Regions from separate parts of the Pan troglodytes genome. Here region 1 is linked to region 2. Evidence: chromatin contacts called from public HiChIP or PLAC-seq data. All regions are on one chromosome and are shown on one strand. Each heading gives the region's core, a stretch centred on a gene start, on an enhancer-like site or on the middle of the called end of the contact. The rest is flanking DNA. Distances are from core to core; before and after follow the strand shown. Region 1 holds the start of KCTD11 (potassium channel tetramerization domain containing 11). Region 2 holds the start of SLC16A11 (solute carrier family 16 member 11).

Evidence for each region. HiChIP or PLAC-seq counts read pairs in DNA pulled down with a chosen protein or histone mark.
Region 1: a contact with region 2 is called in an H3K4me3 HiChIP or PLAC-seq map of stem cell-derived excitatory neurons, with 8 times the contacts expected there. The contact joins the promoter of KCTD11 here to the promoter of SLC16A11 in region 2. A contact is called at or near these places in 1 of 7 Hi-C or Micro-C datasets (stem cell-derived neural progenitor cells) and 1 of 1 datasets of contacts at active chromatin or transcription factors (stem cell-derived excitatory neurons).

What each region holds. Positions count from the first base shown.
Region 1 is chr19:17,864,678-17,868,968 of NHGRI_mPanTro3-v2.0_pri, reverse strand. KCTD11 (potassium channel tetramerization domain containing 11) reads right to left here and starts at 3,035. Exons shown (of 1, transcript XM_016931434.4): 1 at 1-3,035. The coding sequence starts at 1,841. The coding sequence ends at 1,143. ACAP1 (ArfGAP with coiled-coil, ankyrin repeat and PH domains 1) reads right to left here. Exons shown (of 22, transcript XM_016931433.4): 21 at 3,785-3,834; 22 at 3,307-3,489. The coding sequence ends at 3,389.
Region 2 is chr19:17,553,169-17,557,362 of NHGRI_mPanTro3-v2.0_pri, reverse strand. SLC16A11 (solute carrier family 16 member 11) reads left to right here and starts at 2,274. Exons shown (of 5, transcript XM_009431718.5): 1 at 2,274-2,588; 2 at 2,844-3,051; 3 at 3,290-3,433; 4 at 3,600-4,194. The coding sequence starts at 2,850.

The DNA.
Region 1 (4,291 bases), core at 1,786-4,285, 310 kb before region 2:
CCCAAACTCTTCATCTCCTCTCTCTGCCCTGGGCAGCCTTGGGCCTTCCCCAGCTATCTCCTAGCAACAGGCCCATGGTTGCCTCAGCAACCAAGAGTTCCATACAGGCCTCAGAGGCCCAGCTAAGCCCAGTGACTTCTTTTACCTCTCACCGGGAAGATCCCAGTGACTCAAACCCCAACAGGCCCCTCCTGGCTACGTGGTGATGCATATACATGCGTGCACATAAACACACACACACACACACACACACACCCTGTGATTAAACTACTAATTGTCAACCACCTCACAGGTATACCACAGACACACCCTGTGCCAGAAGAGTCGCTAGGCAACCCCAAACAGGCCTGGACATGCGGACATCACAGACACTGTAGTCAGCAACACAGATATGAACCAGGATGCCAGGGACCTATACATCAGTCAGCCACACGGGCTGATATGCACACACACATGAAGAAAGGCCAGGACCCACAGATACTACCCTCTTCCCCCTGGCCAGCCCTGCCATCAATATGGGATTCTTCCAGATGAGGGATGCTCCAGCCCCATTGCCATGGGGACTGTCCTAGCTCCCATACATCAACCTAGGGTGGGTTGTGGCCTTTCTGCCTCCCTCAGTAGATGGCTTGGAACATAGCAAAGAACTCCTCTTCCGATGTTCCAGAGTGTTCTGGCCTCTCATTGGTCAGGCCAGGCCAGGCCACCCAGCTTCAGGAGGAGAAGCCATGGTCCAAGAGACCGCATTGGGAAAATGCAAAGTCCTTCCTTTTCCCCAGACCCCAATATCCTTCCAGGGTTTTGCTAGGTCTAGTCTGGGTAAAGAGATGTTCCCCCCTTTTCCAAGCCCTTAAACACTGAGCTCCAAATCAAGGAGAGACTGGAGGTGCTCCGCCTTAGGCAAGAACAAGCTGAGAGAACCTTCCCTACCCCTTCCAGGGTCAGCACAGGTTGAGACCTTCTGGACCACTTGTGAGTCCTTGGTGGGCTCAGGTTTGGGAATTCCTGCCCACATCTGAGCTCCAGTCAGGTGCAGGAGAGTCCCGACTCTCATAGCTCCTGAAGCAGAGCTGGAAAGAGGCTTCAGGGGTGCTAGTACCCCATTCTCTCTCCTCCCCACAGTCAAACTGAGAACAGCATCCTCAGTGCCGGACAAAGCGCAGAGACCTGGAGTTGAGCAGGTCTTCGGGGTCGGGGAAGACAGAGTCTAGTCGGAAGCCGTGCTCGAGAGCCACGCGCAGCACCTCCTCCAGGAAGCTTGGGGTGCCCACCACCTCCCGCCGCTCTCCCGGCCCCCCAGTCCACAGCGGCTGCAGCCCCAGTCTCCCATACTCCACCTCGGGGAGTTCCGCGGGGCGGGGGGCCCACTCCAGATGAAAATGTGGGCTCCCCTCTGCCCTATCCCCACTGGCCACACCAAATCGGGCCCGCAAAGCACCTAGACACTCAGAGTCGGTGCAGAAAAGGTTGGCTCGGAAGGTGTCCACCTGGACGGAGCTCAGCTCATAGTGATGGGGTCCCCGGCGAGCAGAGAAGTGCACCAGGCGGGGGCTGACATCTACATCTGCGTGGAGCAGGGCAGCTGTGGGTGCAGGGGTCCCCTGAGAGGCCTCCAGTTCCCGCAGCGCGTCCAGGAGGGGCCGGATCTGGTAGAAGTCAGCCTCTGCCCTGAGCAGCGCTGTCTCTCCGTACCCACGGGGCAGGTCCAGGCGGCCCAGCCTCAGGAAATTGAGGATGTGCCGGAAGGCCTTGCCATCCCGGTCGATGAAGTAGTGGCCGCCTCCTTGGGAATTGAGGTTGGGGGGCATGGGGGTGCCGGCCCTAAACATGGCCCCCAGCATAGAGTCTGGGAAGCGGGTCAGGGTCTCCAAAGTGGTGGAATATAGTGTGCCCCCCACATTCAGGGTCACGGGGCCCCCAAAGGAGGGGGGCGAAGAGGGCACAGGAGGAGGAGAAATTTTGGGAAGTACAGGAGACACCGAAAGAAAAGAAAAGGCAGAACTTCCTGGGTGTGTGCAGAATTGGGTCGAAGCTGTCAGATTCGCTGGGTTGGAGGCACAGGTGGAGCACACCCAGTAAGGTTTGGGGCTCACCCCGGCTACTTTGGCGGTGGATGGGGAGGTGGTGTCAGGACACAGAAATCCCCAAAAGGTTGAGAGAAGAGATGAAAAGAGCAGAGGGCAGCCAGAGAGGGGAAGGGAGCTTGAGGTCTGGACGTATCCGAATTGGGGTGGTCAGCGACACCCCTCTGTGGTCTTCAGACAGTGGGTTTCCGGAATCCAACCAGCAGGTGACGGTGGCGAGCACAGGGCCGACTCTGAAGGGATGGCCTCCGAGACCCCGGGCAGATCGCTGCCGCCGTGGACGAGTCCAGCCAGGGCTCTGGGGCCACTCAGAGGCCTGGCCTGGCTGCCGGCGCGGGTCCCAGGAGATGGAGGCGGAACTGACGGGAGCGGATGGCGGAGCCCCCTTGTATCCGCCGGGGAGCGACGATGCGTGCTCAGCCCGGGCTGGGAGTGTCCGAGGGCTCTGATGGAAACAGCCAGGAGTTTCGGGACCCGGCCGCGCCGCCTTCCCTGGGTGTCGCCGCAGCCGCTGAGGTCCTCTCCGCCCCCAGGAAGTGGCCTAAGGGCAGCGGCCCGGGGCCCTTTAAGAGACAACCCCGCCCCTTGGCGCCCCGCCCCCGCGCCCGCGAAGCTCGCGCGGCCCGGGCGGAGGTGGGAGGCTGGAGGCGAGTCTCGGACGCGAGAGACTGGGCGGACTGGCTGGACTGGCAGACGCTGGCGGGACGGGGTGACTCAGGCACGTCGCCCTGGATGTGGCCACGACCGCCCCGCCGCCGCTCAGGTGTGCCCGATCTCACGTCTGCAAGTCGGCGTGGCTGGAGCCTCTAATCCCACCGCTCAGAGCCCGAGGCCCGGCCGGCCCAGCCCAGGAGCCGAGTCCCTCCCAGCGGCTCCCCCGGGGAATTCCCGAGGGGGCGGGTGCTGAGCCGCCGCATTCCGGGGATGCCTTCCAGCCGGGGTGGCCCGGGCGCGCTCTCTCCGCGGCGGCGCGGGGCCAGCGAGCCCCAGGGCCAGCCCCACCCCTCGGCAGGACTGGGCTGGCCACGTCGCCCCAGCCCGAGAGCCCCCGCCCCACAGCGCCCGGCGCTCAGGCCGCGGCCGAAGCTGCCGCCTCGCTCCCCGGAGTCGCACCTTGCTGGACTGGAGCTCGCAAACCCCCAGCCGCTCCCCGCACCTCGGGAGCCGCAGCGCCCAACACCCTACGCGCCCGAAGGTGGCGCCCAAGAAGTGAACCAGAAGGGAAGAGCGAAGCACGGAGGCTTTAATAGCAGAGAGCCCGGTGGCGGGGAAGGGAGGGAGGCGCGGGCCCCGTGGGCCTGGGGTCACAGCGTGTGGAGGTCATGACTGCGCCGGCTCAGCTTCTCCGGGTCGTCTGACGCCATGAGGGAGAAGTCGCGGAAGATGTCAAGATACGTCTCATCTCCTGGGGGAGGGAGGAAAGGCCGGGAGGCGGCTGGGCCCCAGTGCAGAAGGGCAGGATCCGGCGGTTGGGGCCCACCTTGGGACCTCGCGCTCCGAGCCTGGGTGGGAACGTGCGCGCCGCGGGCACTGCGCCAGCACCTATGCCTTGCCAGGGCCTGGCACGTCGCATGCGCCCAATACGCATTTGTTAAATAACGGAATGAATGCAGCTGGGCACTAGGGAGAGAGGTCACCGTGGACCAGAAGCCCAGAGTTCAGGTGTTGGGCCTGGGGGGTGGGGTGGGTGTATTCTTTACCTGCCTGCCCCTGGGCCGCTTCAGCCTCCCTCATCTTTGCCAGTCGTAGCCTGAAGAGGAGGGAATTAAGAAATGAACGACACTATCTTTGGCCGGGCGCGGTGGCTCACGCCTGTAACCCCAACACTTTGGGAGGCCGAGGCAGGCGGATCACGAGGTCAGGAGATCGAGACCGTCCTGGCCAACATGGTGAAACCCCGTCTCTACTAAAAATACAAAAAATTAGCCGGGGGTGGTGGCGCACGCCTGTAGTCCCAGCTACTCAGGGGAGGCTGAGACAGGAGAATCGCTTGAACCCGGGAGGCGGGGGTTGCAGTGAGCCGAGATCGCGCCCCTGCACTCTAGCCTGGGCGACAGAGTGAGACTCCGTCTCAAAAAAAAAAAAAAAAAAAAAGACTATCCTCACCTCCCCCACAACTTCCCATCCTTTGAGCTGGGTTGCGTTCCGTTCATCTGCCCCCACCCCCGGGGTCACGTCTAGTGCTAAAAAGATGCCTGACAGCAATG
Region 2 (4,194 bases), core at 1,025-3,524:
GCTGAGGACCTGCTGGCTCCGCCTCCCTGGTGGCTTTCATAACAGCACTCCAGGCTGGGGAAACCGGTGGGGCCACTTTCCTAAGGTGTGTCTGTCAGAACCTTCATGAACAACAGGACGTTTCAAGCAGAGAGCATGACATATGCAAAAATTAAGGAGTGAGAAAAAGCTAGGCATGTCCACAGAGCAGAGAAGACAGTGGCTGATGGGAGGCTGGCAAAAGGGAGAGAGGGGAGATGGTTTGGAACGGTAACCTAGGTCTACCTTTGATTATTGTAAAAGGCCTGTACAAATAGAGAAATGTAATTTTTCCCGTCTATAGGCAATGGAGAGCCATTGCCTATAGTCATGCTGTGTCTTTTATGTTTACAGTTTTGCTCCTTAAGAAGCTGTTTTTCTTGTCTTTACGTGCAGATTCTTTCCCAATAATTAGGAAACACTGCCATCATGTGGCTCAATGGATGCATGCTCCAAACTTAAGTTGCTGAATGTTCTATCATATTGTTTAATAATTAAACCAAAGAACACATCTCTGAATTCAAACAGCTGAGGTAAAGAATGTCAACCTGTCAAAAAAGGACATTTTCTATAAAGTTTTTCAAAAAATCAATACCTGGGTTCAATGACCTGATTTTTTACTTTGCTTTTAAAATTGTAACCTGGCCAGGCATGGTAGACTGTAATCCCAGCACTTTGGGAGTCCGAGGTGGAAGGATTGCTTAAGTCCAGGAGCTTGAGACCAGCCTGTGCAACATGCTGTGACCCCCTCTCTGCAAAAAAAAATGAACAAATTTAGCCAGGCATGGTGGTGTGGAGCCTGTAGTCCTAGCTACTCGGGAGGCTGAGGTGGAGTATTGCTTGAGCCTGGGAGGTGGAGGCTGCAGTGAGCCATAATGGCAGTACTACACTTCAGCCTGGACAAGACCCTGTCTCTATAAATAAATACACACATACATACATACATACATACATAAAAAATAAAAAATAAAATTCTAACCTAAGTGTTTAGAGATTCTGATCTCAAGAACCCTTTCTATTCCCAGTGACCCCTTATTTAAGACTCATAAGTTTTCTGTCCCTGCAATGGTTCCACCCTTTCCAGGGCAGTTTGCATCAAGCTGTATCCAGGATCTTTCCCTTAACTGTGCCAGATTTTGTTTCAGTCCTGGGATTGTTCTCCTTGTAGGTCCACAGTTGGACAGACCTAAATTCAAATATTCATACTATTTTTTCCCTGTGAGCTTCAGTTACTGCATCTATAAAAGAGGCACGACATCGGCTGGGCGCGGTGGCTCACTCCTGTAATCCCAGCACTTTGGGAGGCCGAGGTGGGCGGATCATCTGAGGTCAGGAGTTCCAGACCAGCCTGGCCAACATGGCGAAACCCCATCTCTACTAAAAAATACAAAAATTAGCTGGGAGTGGTGGCAGGTGCCCGTAATCCCAGCTACTCAGGAGGCTGAGGCAGGAGAATGGCTTGAACTTAGGAGGCAGAGGTTGCAGTGAGCCGAGATATCGCCACTGTACTCCAGCCTGGGCTACAGAGTGAAACTCCATCTAAAAAAAAAAAAAGCGACACCTTCTTCATAGGGTTATCATAAGATGAAGTGATAGCATGTGTAAACAGTGCCTGGTACACTGCAGGTCTTCACATTGAAGGAGTCCTGTTTCATCCCTCTGTCCTTGAGGACCTGTTATTTTATTTTATTTATTTTATTTTTGTTTATTTATTTATTTTTGAGACAGAGTCTCTGTCACCCAGGCTGGAGTGCAGTGGCATGATCTTGGCTCACTGCAACTTCTGCCTCCCGGGTTCAAGCGATTCCCCTGCCTCAGCCTCCCAAGTAGCTGGGACTACAGGCGCCCGCCACCATGCCCGGCTAATTTTTTTTGTATTTTTAGTAGATATGGTGTTTCGCCATGTTGGTCAGGCTGGCCTCGAACTCCTGACCTCAGGTGATTCACCCACATCGGCCTCCCAAAGTGCTGGGATTACAGGCTTGCACCGCGCCCGGCCTGGGGGTCTGTTATTCTAAGCACAGAGCTGGCACTTGGTGGAGGTCTGTGATCTGATTGATATCCGAGATTTACCTGGTCCTCGGCAACGTTCCTGAGAACAAAACTACTCATCCCCTCAGGTTTTGGGGACCATCCCTATTTCCATGCGTTGGCGGTGGACCCTGGGCTCGCTGGGGTTTGCAATCCACGTGTCTCCCCTGCGCGCAGCAGGCGGCAGGTGCATGGGCGTGAGTAGGGCAGGGCCCCTCCGCATTCATTTCTCGCCGCTCCCCCCGCCGGGCCTGGGGGTTGTGTGTGTACATAATTCAATCCCCGTGGGACTGGCGTCTGGCCTCACGCGCGGCTTGGCGGATTGGCTGTTTCAGCTCGCCCCCGCCCTCCGTACACCCCGCGTCCCAGGTGGCTCGGGCCCCTGTGGTGATCTCTGTTTACCGAGAGAGCCCGTCCAAGTTGGGCTCCATCGCTGCCCTCGCTCCCCTTCGGGGCCCCCGCCCGCCTGGGAGGCAGAGAGAAAGCCGGGCCCAGCCCTTCCTCGCCCTTCCCCTCCCCGCACCGCCCGGAGAGGTCGGGTAAGGGGGAAGGAGTGTGCGTGGGACGGGGAACCTCGGGCCTGGGGATCTGGCTGTCCCCGTCCCCGTATCTCGCGCGGACCCGGGAGTTCCAGCCCTAGGCCAGGCTCCGGCTCCCTCCGCCCCGCGCCATCGCGCTCGGAGTGACGGGCCCACCCCGGGCGAGCAGCCAGAGGCTGGATCTCAGGGATGCCGGCTCCCCAGCGGAAGCACAGGCGTGGAGGCTTCTCTCATAGATGTTTCCCCACCCCGCAGACGGCGATGACCCCCCAGCCCGCCGGACCCCCGGATGGGGGCTGGGGCTGGGTGGTGGCGGCCGCAGCCTTCGCGATAAACGGGCTGTCCTACGGGCTGCTGCGCTCGCTGGGCCTTGCCTTCCCTGACCTTGCCGAGCACTTTGACCGAAGCGCCCAGGACACTGCGTGGATCAGCGCCCTGGCCCTGGCCGTGCAGCAGGCAGCCAGTGAGGGGGGCCCTGAGGCGGGAGACAGGAACGGGGAGGAGGAGCCGTGAGTGGAGGGATGGGAGACCCACCTGATTACCCGACAACCTGAGAAAGGGCAACCGGCTCTAGAAAAGAGTGCATCTTGAGGTCAAGGAGAAGAACCATTAGTTCGAGGGAGGCAAACAGCCAATGAGAAGTGTTGGAGAGAGTTTGGGGGCCCGGGGGCGTGTCTTCCGTTGACTCCGCCCCCTTTCAGGCCCCGTGGGCAGCGCCCTGAGCACGCGCTGGGGGGCCCGCCCCGTGGTGATGGTTGGGGGCGTCCTCGCCTCGCTGGGCTTCGTCTTCTCGGCTTTCGCCCGCGGTCTGCTGCATCTCTACCTCGGCCTGGGCCTCCTCGCTGGTGAGGGAAGTGGGATGCCCCGGTCATTCAGGGTGAAGGAGGTGACAGGAGCTTGTTGGGATCTGGGGTAGCGAAGGAGGCGGGGGCCTGGTGCGGAGAGCCGGGCTGGGAATGCTGGGGCGGGCGTCCCCAGTGCCGGCCCCCATCCCCTCCTATTCATTCGCAGGCTTTGGTTGGGCCCTGGTGTTCGCCCCCGCCCTAGGCACCCTCTCGCGTTACTTCTCCCGCCGTCGAGTCTTGGCGGTGGGGCTGGCGCTCACCGGCAACGGGGCCTCCTCGCTGCTCCTGGCGCCCGCCTTGCAGCTTCTCCTCGATACTTTCGGCTGGCGGGGCGCTCTGCTCCTCCTCGGCGCGATCACCCTCCACCTCACCCCCTGTGGCGCCCTGCTGCTACCCCTGGTCCTTCCTGGCGAACCCCCAGCCCCACCGCGTAGTCCCCTAGCTGCCCTCGGCCTCGGTCTCTTCACACGCCGGGCCTTCTCAATCTTTGCTCTAGGCACAGCCCTGGTTGGGGGCGGGTACTTCGTTCCTTACGTGCACTTGGCTCCCCACGCTTTAGACCGGGGCCTGGGGGGATACGGAGCAGCGCTGGTGGTGGCCGTGGCTGCGATGGGGGATGCGGGCGCCCGGCTGGTCTGCGGGTGGCTGGCAGACCAAGGCTGGGTGCCCCTCCCGCGGCTGCTGGCCGTATTCGGGGCTCTGACTGGGCTGGGGCTGTGGGTGGTGGGGCTGGTGCCCGTGGTGGGCGGCGAAGAGAGCTG